Linked DNA regions of Danio rerio: region 1 is linked to region 2. Evidence: chromatin contacts called from public HiChIP or PLAC-seq data. All regions are on one chromosome and are shown on one strand. The core of a region is the stretch at or near the end of the contact, and the rest is flanking DNA. Distances in the headings are between cores, read along the strand shown. Region 1 holds the start of atg4c (autophagy related 4C, cysteine peptidase). Region 2 holds the start of itgb3bp (integrin subunit beta 3 binding protein).

Region 1 (5,645 bases), core at 1,163-3,662, 270 kb before region 2:
CATTTCCCATTGTTTACATTTTTACTACAGCATACCATTAATACTAGACACTGTGCATGTCATAATCAATTTTAACAAATAAAAACACAGGTTGTGGCTTAGAGTTCACAGCCTCTGCTTGTTGGAGCTGCTCCATCGTTGAGGAGATTTTAACCGAATCCAGCACTGAACTGGGAGAGATTCTGGAAGCTGTGTTTTGTCAAATCATGCTTGCTATGTATTTTATAATTCTCCGGAACATAAGTAATATTGAACTGTAAGCACTTCTGCCTTTGTGTCGTGTCCTTTGGAAGTTCACATACAGAAACAGAAAAAGCTCTGTGAAAATAGCAGCGGATATCTTTTGGAGATACTGTTGTCCTAAAAACTGAAAAATTCTGAAAAATAAAATAAAAATAAATAAAATATGAAATAAATAAAAAATCCTACACATACCTTAGGAATGGTATTACAGAAAATGTTGACGGTTTTAAAATGTTGACTTTTCCAAACCGCGGAACACCTTGAAAACGGTTATCGTCCCATAGTGGAAGTAGGGCTTTTCAGAAATGCTAGATGAAACGCCAGTGTGGACGTGGATCGTTTTTTGTTCTAAAATGCTATTTTAAAACTAAGACGTATTGATGTAAACAGGGCCTAAGTGTGAATTTTTCACGAGCGGGTTGCTGCTGTGATGGGGGCGGAGCGGAGTATTGCGATGCCGGCTCAGCATTGTGATGTCCATCAGCGATGTCTAAAAATGAGGAGTAAAAAATGTATTGTATTTACTTATTTATGCAATTTATGAAAAAAAAATCTAATAATTTTTGTCTTGTTTCTAGTCCAAATATCTATATTTTAAAGCAAAAATATAATTTTTTATGATGTACCCCACTAGCAGATCATTTTGTTCATTTTAACTTATTTCTTCTAAAGGTGAAAACAAAACAATATTCTTACTTGATCCAATCTTAATTTTTAGATATATAAAAAAATGAGATTAGAAAAAAAAATTTTAAACCAACAATACAGTGAAAATGCAACATCACTTCAACAACTCATAGAAAATAGCGGATGGTGTATTAGTGCATTAATCATTGAGGTAAAGTTGCTTTTCAATTCACACATCTGATTCGTACTTTGCTATTTAAGTAAAGCAGAATTTAAAAATGGTTATTTAACATGGAAATTGTGCTAAAGTTGTTTTAAAGTCACATTTAGATGCGATTTCAGACAAACAACATTCGCATTTCATTGACTGTGAACAATGTTGTACGTTGATAATCATTGGCTGCTAATATTGAAATTTGAAAAAAAAAAAAACTTTTCTGAAATTATATTACCCCAGTGTATTAATCCATCATACCATACCAGCTATTTATGAGAAGCCCTCTTTTATAGCCTGAGTGGATAGATGACCACCAGGGAATGCAATGAAACTGTTTATCTATCTCTGAAGCGCAATAACAACCCTACGAATGGATCGGCAGACATTGTTTTTGCTGAGCTTCTCGGCATCGCCCACTTCACAGGAATGCGCCACTTCACTTGTAAAGAAACGCAGACGCTCGGACGTGCTTGCGGTCAGTGCTGTGACTTCATACTGGAATATGTGCTCAAACTTTTTAATTCTGCCAAAATATATATTATATAACGAAATCAATTGGGAACCAACATATAATTTGAAGGGCCTTAGTTTTTAATATATATATATATATATATATATATATATAGCCTATATATATATATATATAGCCTATATATATATATATATATATATATATATATATATATATATATATATATATATATATATATATATATATATATATATATATATATACACACACACACACACACACACACGGTTATATACAATTAATATTATATATATATATATATATATATATATATATATATATATATATATATATATAAACTATAATATTAACTTATATATGTGCATAACAGCAGAGCCATCAAATGTAATAAGATTGTTTTTTTCTTTTTTTTTTCTTTTTTTTGGTCACCAAATTCTTGTACTCTCTTTTAATTCCCTAAAACCACTGCGTTGTCCACATTCTTTTTGGTGATGTTTAGTCTCCTCAGCTTCTCACTGTAGCAACTGATTTTTTTTTTTTACTTAAAAATGACCAGTAACAGAAATACAGCAGAGGGTCATTAAATATGATAAGGCTATTTTATAATCAAATAATTCTGATACTCCTTATTTTTTACTCACACCGGCCCAGAAGCCACATGACCACATACCACAAGCTTCTTTTAGTATTGTTACAAACCCGTAATAAGCACCAACATGTGTCGACCAAAGGTTTTTTAACCAGGCCTTTGAAATATCTACATTCAAAAGTACGCGTCTGAAGCATAGGTCTGAAGGGAGAATGGGAAATACCGCGAGACCGAACGAGATCGCCACTTCCTCAAAATGTAAACAGAAATAGCTGCAGTGGGTTCTTCAGTATAACAAGACATGTAAGCAGGTATAGCATAAAGTTGTTGTACATTTAATAATATTTTAGATAGACTTTTAAAAATTAAAGTTTGCATTTACGCTGCGGTTACTTGTAACGTTTTTTTAAATGTTTAAGCTTACTTACAAGCTTACTAACTAGCATGCTAGCCACCAGTCTTATGAACTATTTTTAAAGTTAACGTTAGTTTCCCAGTGCTTTAATGCTGTTGTTTTTCTATTTAACTTTCTAATTTTCATATATTTTTTCATATGTGAGTAAATAAGATCTTTCTGTATGCGATATAACATGTTTGGCTCGTATTGAAAACTTCTTGTAGAAACTTAGTCTGTTACGTGCTGTGATGGGTTTTGCTCCGTGGCTGAAAAAATGGAGACTAAAGGGACCGACGAGGTGGAGACACTGAAGTCCAAATTCATGTCAGCATGGCACAGTGTGAAATACAGTATGTAATAACATATCTCACGTGTTACTAAGATGTTATAATGCTAGTAGTCCTTTCATCTTTCATCGTCTTTTAAAGTCACAAAATCATGACACGCAATGTGCACGTGACTAACGTTAATCTTGAATTTTTTCAAGGCTGGGCTCTAAAGTCAAAAACTGCTTTTAGCCGTAATTCTCCTGTATTCTTGTTGGGAAAATGCTACCACTTCAAGGTTGTGGGTAAGTTGTTTTACAGTTAATATTTACACCAATTTCATAACTAGTCATAGGTTTTTGAGCTTATGGTCATTTTTAATTTAGTATATTTCTGTCTGTTTCCTTTTTAATTAAATAGCTGGTATCTGGTTTATCCTAAAATAATCTATCTGTTTCCTCAGATGATGAAAACCCTACTGAGAGCACAGCTGAGGCATTAGATGACGATGTTGTCACAGGCAATGTTGATGAATTTCGAAAGGATTTCACCTCTCGAGTTTGGCTGACCTATCGAGAAGAGTTTCCTGCTCTTCCGGGCTCCAGCTTCACTTCAGACTGTGGCTGGGGTTGTACACTCCGAGCGGGGCAGATGATATTGGCACAGGCACTCTTGCTTCACATCTTGGGTAGAGGTGAGATCAGGCCAACAGTGAATAAGTTGGGATGGAGGGATGCCCACTTTTTCAATGAAGCTTATGGGGAGAATATAATAAAAAATATCTAATAATAAATTAGTTAAAGGAGAGATATTACATTTTGGTGATATTCTTAAATTACATTGACATTTTATTTATACACACAACCGTAGAAAGCATACTGCATGCAAGTAATTTTTTTTTTTTTTGTAATAAAATGGAAAAAAAAGTAATATGAGTAAAATAATGTTCTATCTTCAATAAACATAAAATATATATTAATGTAAAAATAAACTATATACTTATTCTTGCTTGTGTTTGTATTAAGAGAATGTAAAACAATAACTAAGAATACAAAGTACATTTTTAATTATTTTAAATTATTAAAAACTTGCTGACAAATTATTGGCTCAGTAGAAAGATTTATATTAGTATTATTATTATATTAGTATTTTAGTATTATATTAGTATTTTAGTGTTCCACAGAAAGATCTGATTTACTCCATAAAACCTTTTATCACTTGTTTTTATGCAGCATTTTAATGCTTAAAACTAGTATTTTTAGTGTATATATTGTATTATAGTGTTTGTGTATATATACAAATGATTTATGAATGATTTATTTTCACAAATCATTGCTTCTTGCTGTAGACACTGGCTGCCTATCACTTATGATCCTCCTTGTTCTTAGCGCAGCCTTTGACACTGTGGATCACTCCATATTGCTTTCACAAATGAAAACAGTCTTTGGTATCACGCTCTTAAGTGGTTTGCATCATTCCTTTGTAACCGCTCGCAGTTTATCGACAAGGGAGGACCTAAATCTAACACAGGCTCTGGCAAATTTGGCATCCCTCAAGGATGCCCCCTACTCTTTTTCCAAGTATATTTTATCACTTGGTCATCTCCTGGACTCCCTAGGTCTGAAGTACCACCTTTATGCTGATGACACTTAGACATACGTTCACTCCAAACCTGGCAATCTTTCAGCTGTTACACACTTGGAACACTGTATTTTGGAGATAAAAGATAGATGTCTCAAAAAGTTCTGTGCCTGAACACTAACACGACAGAGGTTATGGTTATTTGTTCTTCCAACCAACTACATAAAACTAAACCTCTTAAAATTAACCCGGATGGCTCCTTCATGGAGGTTCAGGCCAAACTTAAGAACTTGGTGGTAATATTGGACTTCATTTTTTCATTTCAAAAACATTTCAAGAATCCACCCCATGCTGTCCTTTTTTGAAGCAGAAAAACTGATTAAAACATTTTTTTTTCCCGCCTGTACGACTGCAATGCCTTATTAGCAGGCGTTTCCAAAAGTAACATCAATAAACTACAATACGTTCAAAACTCAGCTGGCAAAATTCTGACGGAGAACAAAATCAGAGATCACATTACTCAGGTTTTGGAATCACTCCATTGATTACCAGTCAAATTCCATATCGATTTTAAAATTCTCATGCTCACATACAAGGCCCTGCATGGTCTAGCTACACATTATATGTCTGAACTTTTAACACGGTACTCCACTTCACGTGACCTCTGTTACTCTGGTCTTTTAACAGTCCCCTCCACTCGTCTGCATTCTATGGGTAACCAGGCTTTCTCTTCCCTAGCTCTGAGGTTCTGGAACTCTCTCCCCTATGACATTAGACATGCTGAATCTTTTAGATTGTTTAAATCATCCTTGAAAACTCACTACTTTACACTCGTCTATTTGTGAGGTTATTTTACGTTTCTAGATATTTATATGTTTTATCGATTTTTATTGTTATATTTTGAATGTTACAATTTTACTGTTACTCTAAACTGTTTTTATATTTGTATCTTTTTTGTGTTAAGTGCATTAAGAAATAAGTTTTAAAGGTGTTATATAAAAAAATTATTATGATTATTATTATAGGTCTCATACTTAATTCCTGGAGGGCCGCAGCTTTGTACAGTTTTGCTCCAACCCTAATCAAACACCTGATCCAACTTATCAAGGTGTTGACAACTTGGCTGCGGACTTGCGTTTTTGTTGAGACCGGTCTTGCCAGGTCACATCGGAAGAAGGAACTGAGGAGACCGCTAGAACAGAGAGCACGTCCTGTGAGATATGAGATGCTGC
Region 2 (5,756 bases), core at 392-2,891:
AAATAAATGAATATAAAGCATTTACATCCTTTAAATCATTGAAATATACATTCCTTTATGTTATTGAATAACAAGTAAACAAGTAGACATGGTTTATGATAATGTCCACTAGTTAACATTAGTTAATAGAGACCAAAATCCTACAATGTAAAAGGAATATTTTAAAAATATAATTAATTAAAAATATATTTTATTATATTATAAATTAGTGCATAATATTATTAGCAAAGATTTACTTTCTACACTTAATTTATTGTTATTTACTTTACTTTTTAAATTTATTTATTCACATTATTAGTTTTAATCACATTGGTATATATTTCATTCTTGTTATCTGCTTATTAATATATTTATTATCAGATTTGGAATCATTTATCTGAATCCTATTCAGTCATTATTTGTAGTATTTTTACTAATAAATATTACAAATGATTTAAAATGTATTTTCATTGTGTCTGTGTGTGTCTATATATATATATATATATATATATATATATATATATATATATATATAAAAAAAAAAAATATATATATATATATATATATATATATATATATATATATATATATATATATATATATATATTTATTTTTGACCCGGTATTACCTCGTATTACCCCGTATTAACTAATATTTACTAGCAAACAATGTTACTATTTTTAATATTCTTTGTTAAAACTAGTTTCTAACTTTATATTTTTAGGTTATGTTAGCTCACTTCCATTAAACAATAACTAGAATACATTAACAAAATCAAAAGTTGATTCTACCATGTAGAAATTAGCTGAAACTTAATAAATGCTTTAGAAGTACTTTTCATGTCAACTAATGTTAACAAGTGGAGCATTAACATCACTGTTTAATGCCAAGATACTGTTGTCACCTTGAAATAGACCATTAAGTAAGCATAAATAGAAGATGAAAACGCCATTTCTTATCTTAAATGAAAAATGTTTATAAACTCACATTTTCTTTGTCTTCTAAATCAAGAGCTCTCTTCGCTCTGTGGAAAATTGCAGTTTATTAGGGCTCTCAAAATATTTACTTGATTTTCATGAACAATATATGTGCAAATATAGGAAGACAGACATCAGAAAACTTTTCAGCACATATGGAGTTATTCATTCATTCATTCATTCATTCAGTTTCCTTTTTTTGGCTTAGTCCCTTTATTAATCTGGTGTCGCCACAGAGGAATGAACCACCAACTTATCCAGCATTTGTTTAACGCAGCGGATGCCCTTCCAGCTGCAACCCATCTCTGGGAAACATATAAAGTTATATTAACAACATTTAACTGAGAGGACCACAGATCGTAAATAGTTTGGACCAACTTTGTTAGTTATATCAAGTAGCCTTAAAACACTAACGTTACCTGGATATGTAAATACCTATTATATTAACGTTAGCAAGCATCAATGAAAGCTAAATATTGTTGTATTACAGTTCTTACTGTAAAATCACAGCACTTTTTTTCGAAATACAGGCATGTCATTGTGTACAAATCGCATTGTTGAAATGTTGGTAATAATTCTAATATAGCATGATACAACTTAATTGATAAACTTACGGCATTGTATCTTTATCTCTTGTGGCGTCAAAAAATAACCGTCGTCTATTTGTAGTTTGGCGCGGTGCGGCAGCAATTTAGTTCCCCGGAAACACCCATCTGTGCTTTTCTACATACTACAAAAGTATTTTTATATAACATTAATAAACTTACACCGCGTGGTTTCAAATACTGTTTGGTTAAAAATGGGTTTATCTGCCACACCTATTGCACAACTACTGGAGCAAAATACCGAATTTATAAATATTGTATGAGAACCATCGAGAGCAGTTGTTTCCCGACCTCTCTATTGAACTGCGCACAGCTGGGTAGAGTTTGTTTACACAACAGCCATGGCAATCAGACTCAATAGTGAACATCACCGATAATACAAAAAGGTTACAGCTTCGGCTCTCTAGCTCACTGTTATCATTACAGCATGACGTTTCGATAGCATATTGACTATATTTTCATAATGCCGCGCTCGGAGGAGGAGAGGTTTTATATGACATGCAGGGCTGCTTATCTGTCTGTGTTCAGATCCAGCCTGGTTAATATGACTTCAAAAGATCAGCTGTGCACGGGTGAGCATAAAGCATCTCAGCATCTTTATACCTGTACTTTGATTGTTAATATAAAAGCTTACTATGACATATACGATTAATTAACATTACTTAGTTAATCATAATTCAAAGTTCAGAATTTATAAGATAATTTGCTTTTAATTATGAATGTAATGTATTCTTATATGTGACCCTGGACCACCAAACTTGTCATATGTGTTTTGAAAGATTTATACATCACCTGAAAGCTGAATTGATGAAAGATGAATTGTTGATGTTTACTTTGTTACAATAGGACAATATGTAGTGAGATAAAACAATTTGAAATTCTCCAATCTGAGGGCTAAAAAAAACTAAATACTGAGCAGATTATTATCCAAAATAACCATTATCCAGAAAAATTATCCAAATAATGTGCTTAGCAATGCACATTGCTTAAAATATACATATACAGTGCATCCAGAAAGTATTCCTAGCGCTGCACTTTTTTCACATTTTTTTAATGTTACAGCCTTATTTCAAAACGGATTCAACTAATTTAATAACTCAAAATTCTACACACAATACTCCATTATGACAATGTGAAAAAAGATTTTTTGAAATAGTTGCAAATTTATTAAAAATAAAAAACCTGAAAAGTAACATGTACATGGGTATTCACAGCCTTTGCTGTGAAGCAATAAATTGAGCTCAAGTCATTCTGTTTCCACAGATCATTCTTGAGAAATTTCAGCAGCTTAATAGGAGTTCAGCTGTGGTAAATTCAGTTGATGAGAATGATTTGAAAAGGCATACACCTGTCTATATAAGGTCCCAGGGTTGACAATGCATGTCAAAGCACAAACCAAGCATGAAGACAAAGCAATTGTCTGTGGAATTGCCTTCAAGACAGGGTTGTGTCGAGGCACATGGCTAGGGAATGTTACAGAAACATTTCCGCTGCTGTGAAAGTTTCCATAAGCACAGTGGCCTCCATCATCCGTAAGTGAAAGATGTTTGGAACCACCAGGACTCTTATTAGAGCTGGCCGGCCATCTAAGCTGGGTGGTCGGGGAAGAAGGCCCTTAGTTAGGGGGGTGATCAATAACCCGATGGTTACTCTGTCTGTCTGAGCTTCAGCATTCTACTGTGGAGAGAGGACAACCTTACAGAAGAACAACCATCTGTGCAGCAATCCACCAATCAGGCCTGTATGGTAGAGTTGCAAGACAGAAGGCATTCCCTGCCTGAAATTTACCAAAAGGCATCTGATTGACTCTCAGACCAAAAGAAACAAGAATTTTGAGGAAATAAATGAATTTAATCCATTTTGCAATAAGGCTGTTAAATAAAAAAATGTGGAAAAAGTGAAGCGATATGAATACTTTTTGGATGTGTGTGTGTGTGTGTGTGTGTGTGTGTGTGTGAGTGAGTGAGTGTGACAGTGTGTGTGTGTGTGTGACAGTGTGTGACAGTGTGTGAGAGTGTGTGACAGTGTGTGACAGTGTGTGACAGTGTGTGAGTGTGTGAGTGTGTGTGTGTGTGTGTGTGTGTGTGTGTGTGTGTGTGTGTGTGTGTGTGTGTGTGTGTGTGTGTGTGTGTGTGTGTGTGTGTGTGTGTGTGTGTGTGTGTGTGTGTGTGTGTGTGTGTGTGTGTGTGGTATATGTATGTATGTATGTATGTAGGTACAATAGGAAATACTTATAGAGCATGACTATTAATTAATATTTAATGCTTTCAGGCATATTATAATTTTGACACATGCAATGCTTTTTTGCACATTGTCAAAAATATACCTATGCAACATAGGACTGAATAAGAAAAATGAATACTTACTCTCTATTTACCCACCTGTAGTGTTTCCAAAGCTTTATGAGTTTCATTATTCTGTTAACCACAACATGATACGGAAGATGAACAGAAGATATTTTGAAGAAAGCGGAAAAACTGCATGTATAATAGGAAAAACAAATACTATGGAGGTCAATGACTAGAGGTTTCCCTTTAAAATATCTTCTTTTGACTTCAACAGAAGAAAAAAAAAGTCAAACATGTTTGGAACAAGTAAAGGATGAATACATTATGACAGAATTTAAGAGTTTTGGGTGAACTGTCCCTTTATAATAACTGTTATAGTCATTCGGTAAATAATATGTATAGGTTTTCTTTATCATCCCTCAGTTCTTCAGCAAGCAGGTAGAAACCCGTCACAGAAAGCTTTAGACAAATACTGGCCACCTGGAACCAAGAAGCTGAATTTTGATGATTTTTGTGAGATACTGAAAAAGGAAAAAACAGCAGAACCAGACCAGCTCATGACAATTTTCAAGAAATTTGACACAAATGGTGATGGATATATTTCACACGATGAGCTTAGCAGAATCCTTACTTCAGTAAGTGATAATATATTCAATTCTCTTTTCAAAAACATGCATGTATTATGCTTTAATCATTTCAGTCTTTTATTTTGATTTGTTTGTTTTAGTCTGGCGAAAAAATGTCACATAAAGAAGTGGATGAAATCTTTACTTTAGCAGATGTCAACAAAGATGGAAAATTAGACTACGCAGAGGTATGGTTTACAATTTTTTTTATGAGTAGGGTTGGTGTGTAATGTAAATACCATGGTCTGAAATAGAGCAATTGCATGCAAATGTCAACCTAAATAGTGAAACCCTTTTTTTTGTGTAGGCTTGTATTTTACAGTACTGTAAAAAGACTCATAAATATCTCTATTCATGTTTTCAAACAATTATGTTTGATTTACCAAAATCACAAAAGTACCAATTTCACATGTCACATCCATATCAGAGATGTGTCACATTTAAAACGAATATTTTTTCCTCATAAAAATAAAAATGTAAATTCAAATAAAATCAATTTTGTTCTATTGTGAACCAACTCTTATCCTTTTAGCAATTATTTCTTTGGTGTTGTGCTGTTTAATTCACAGAATTTCAACGAAGTATGTTGTATGCTGTAAACACGCAGAATTCATAACGTATGCTTTTATTCTTCAAATTCTTTAAAATATAAAACAAAAATTACAGATTGATATTTTTCTGATCCCAAAACTCTGTGGTTAGTTTGGTTTGGGAAAATATAAACAGATGTTTCAATATAATGTTAACATATACTTTCTGTATACATTAATGTTTTGAGATTGAACTTCAAATGTCACATCCATAACGCTGGAATTGGCCAATAGTCGAGAAGAATAAGACAGGCTGCTGTTCAGTTTTGCAGGCTGCTCGGGTCCACAGTAGAGAAATGTCAAGCAGCAGCACTGGAGAAGCTCGAGGCTGATGTCAAACTGAAGAGGCAGAACTTTGGCAGCCAGCTGAACACTCCACAGAGCTTAGAGTCCCAACCTGAGCCTCCATCTTCAGAATCGCAGCACAGAACAGAGCTGGAGCCCACGCAGAAGAAAGGTACAATGTGGTTTTATTTTTTAATGTCAACGCACCTCTTTTTCATGATTGTTTCCCTAAATTGCACTAAATGTTTATTGCATGTTATTGTTGTATTGAAATAAGGTCTTTTTATCATGTCATTTCTTTACATTAACATGTTTGAGCAACGTTTTAATTAATTTCTGAAAATATACAATAGAATGGGATAGAACAGAACAAAAATAAACTAGATTAAACTGGTTTACAATTGAC

What was found. HiChIP or PLAC-seq counts read pairs in DNA pulled down with a chosen protein or histone mark.
Region 1: an H3K4me3 HiChIP or PLAC-seq map of embryo shows a contact between it and region 2, with 3 times the contacts expected there. The contact joins the promoter of atg4c here to the promoter of itgb3bp in region 2. A contact is called at or near these places in 4 of 18 Hi-C or Micro-C datasets (all in embryo) and 1 of 4 datasets of contacts at active chromatin or transcription factors (embryo).

What each region holds. Positions count from the first base shown.
Region 1 is chr6:34,829,052-34,834,696 of GRCz12tu, reverse strand. atg4c (autophagy related 4C, cysteine peptidase) reads left to right here and starts at 2,412. Exons shown (of 11, transcript NM_001002103.1): 1 at 2,412-2,480; 2 at 2,791-2,916; 3 at 3,054-3,137; 4 at 3,296-3,526. The coding sequence starts at 2,841.
Region 2 is chr6:34,559,278-34,565,033 of GRCz12tu, reverse strand. itgb3bp (integrin subunit beta 3 binding protein) reads right to left here and starts at 1,641. Exons shown (of 9, transcript NM_001328132.1): 1 at 1,571-1,641; 2 at 967-1,003. The coding sequence starts at 1,575. It overlaps efcab7 (EF-hand calcium binding domain 7), which reads left to right and starts at 1,892. Exons shown (of 13, transcript NM_001002120.1): 1 at 1,892-2,133; 2 at 4,273-4,484; 3 at 4,577-4,663; 4 at 5,330-5,522. The coding sequence starts at 2,025.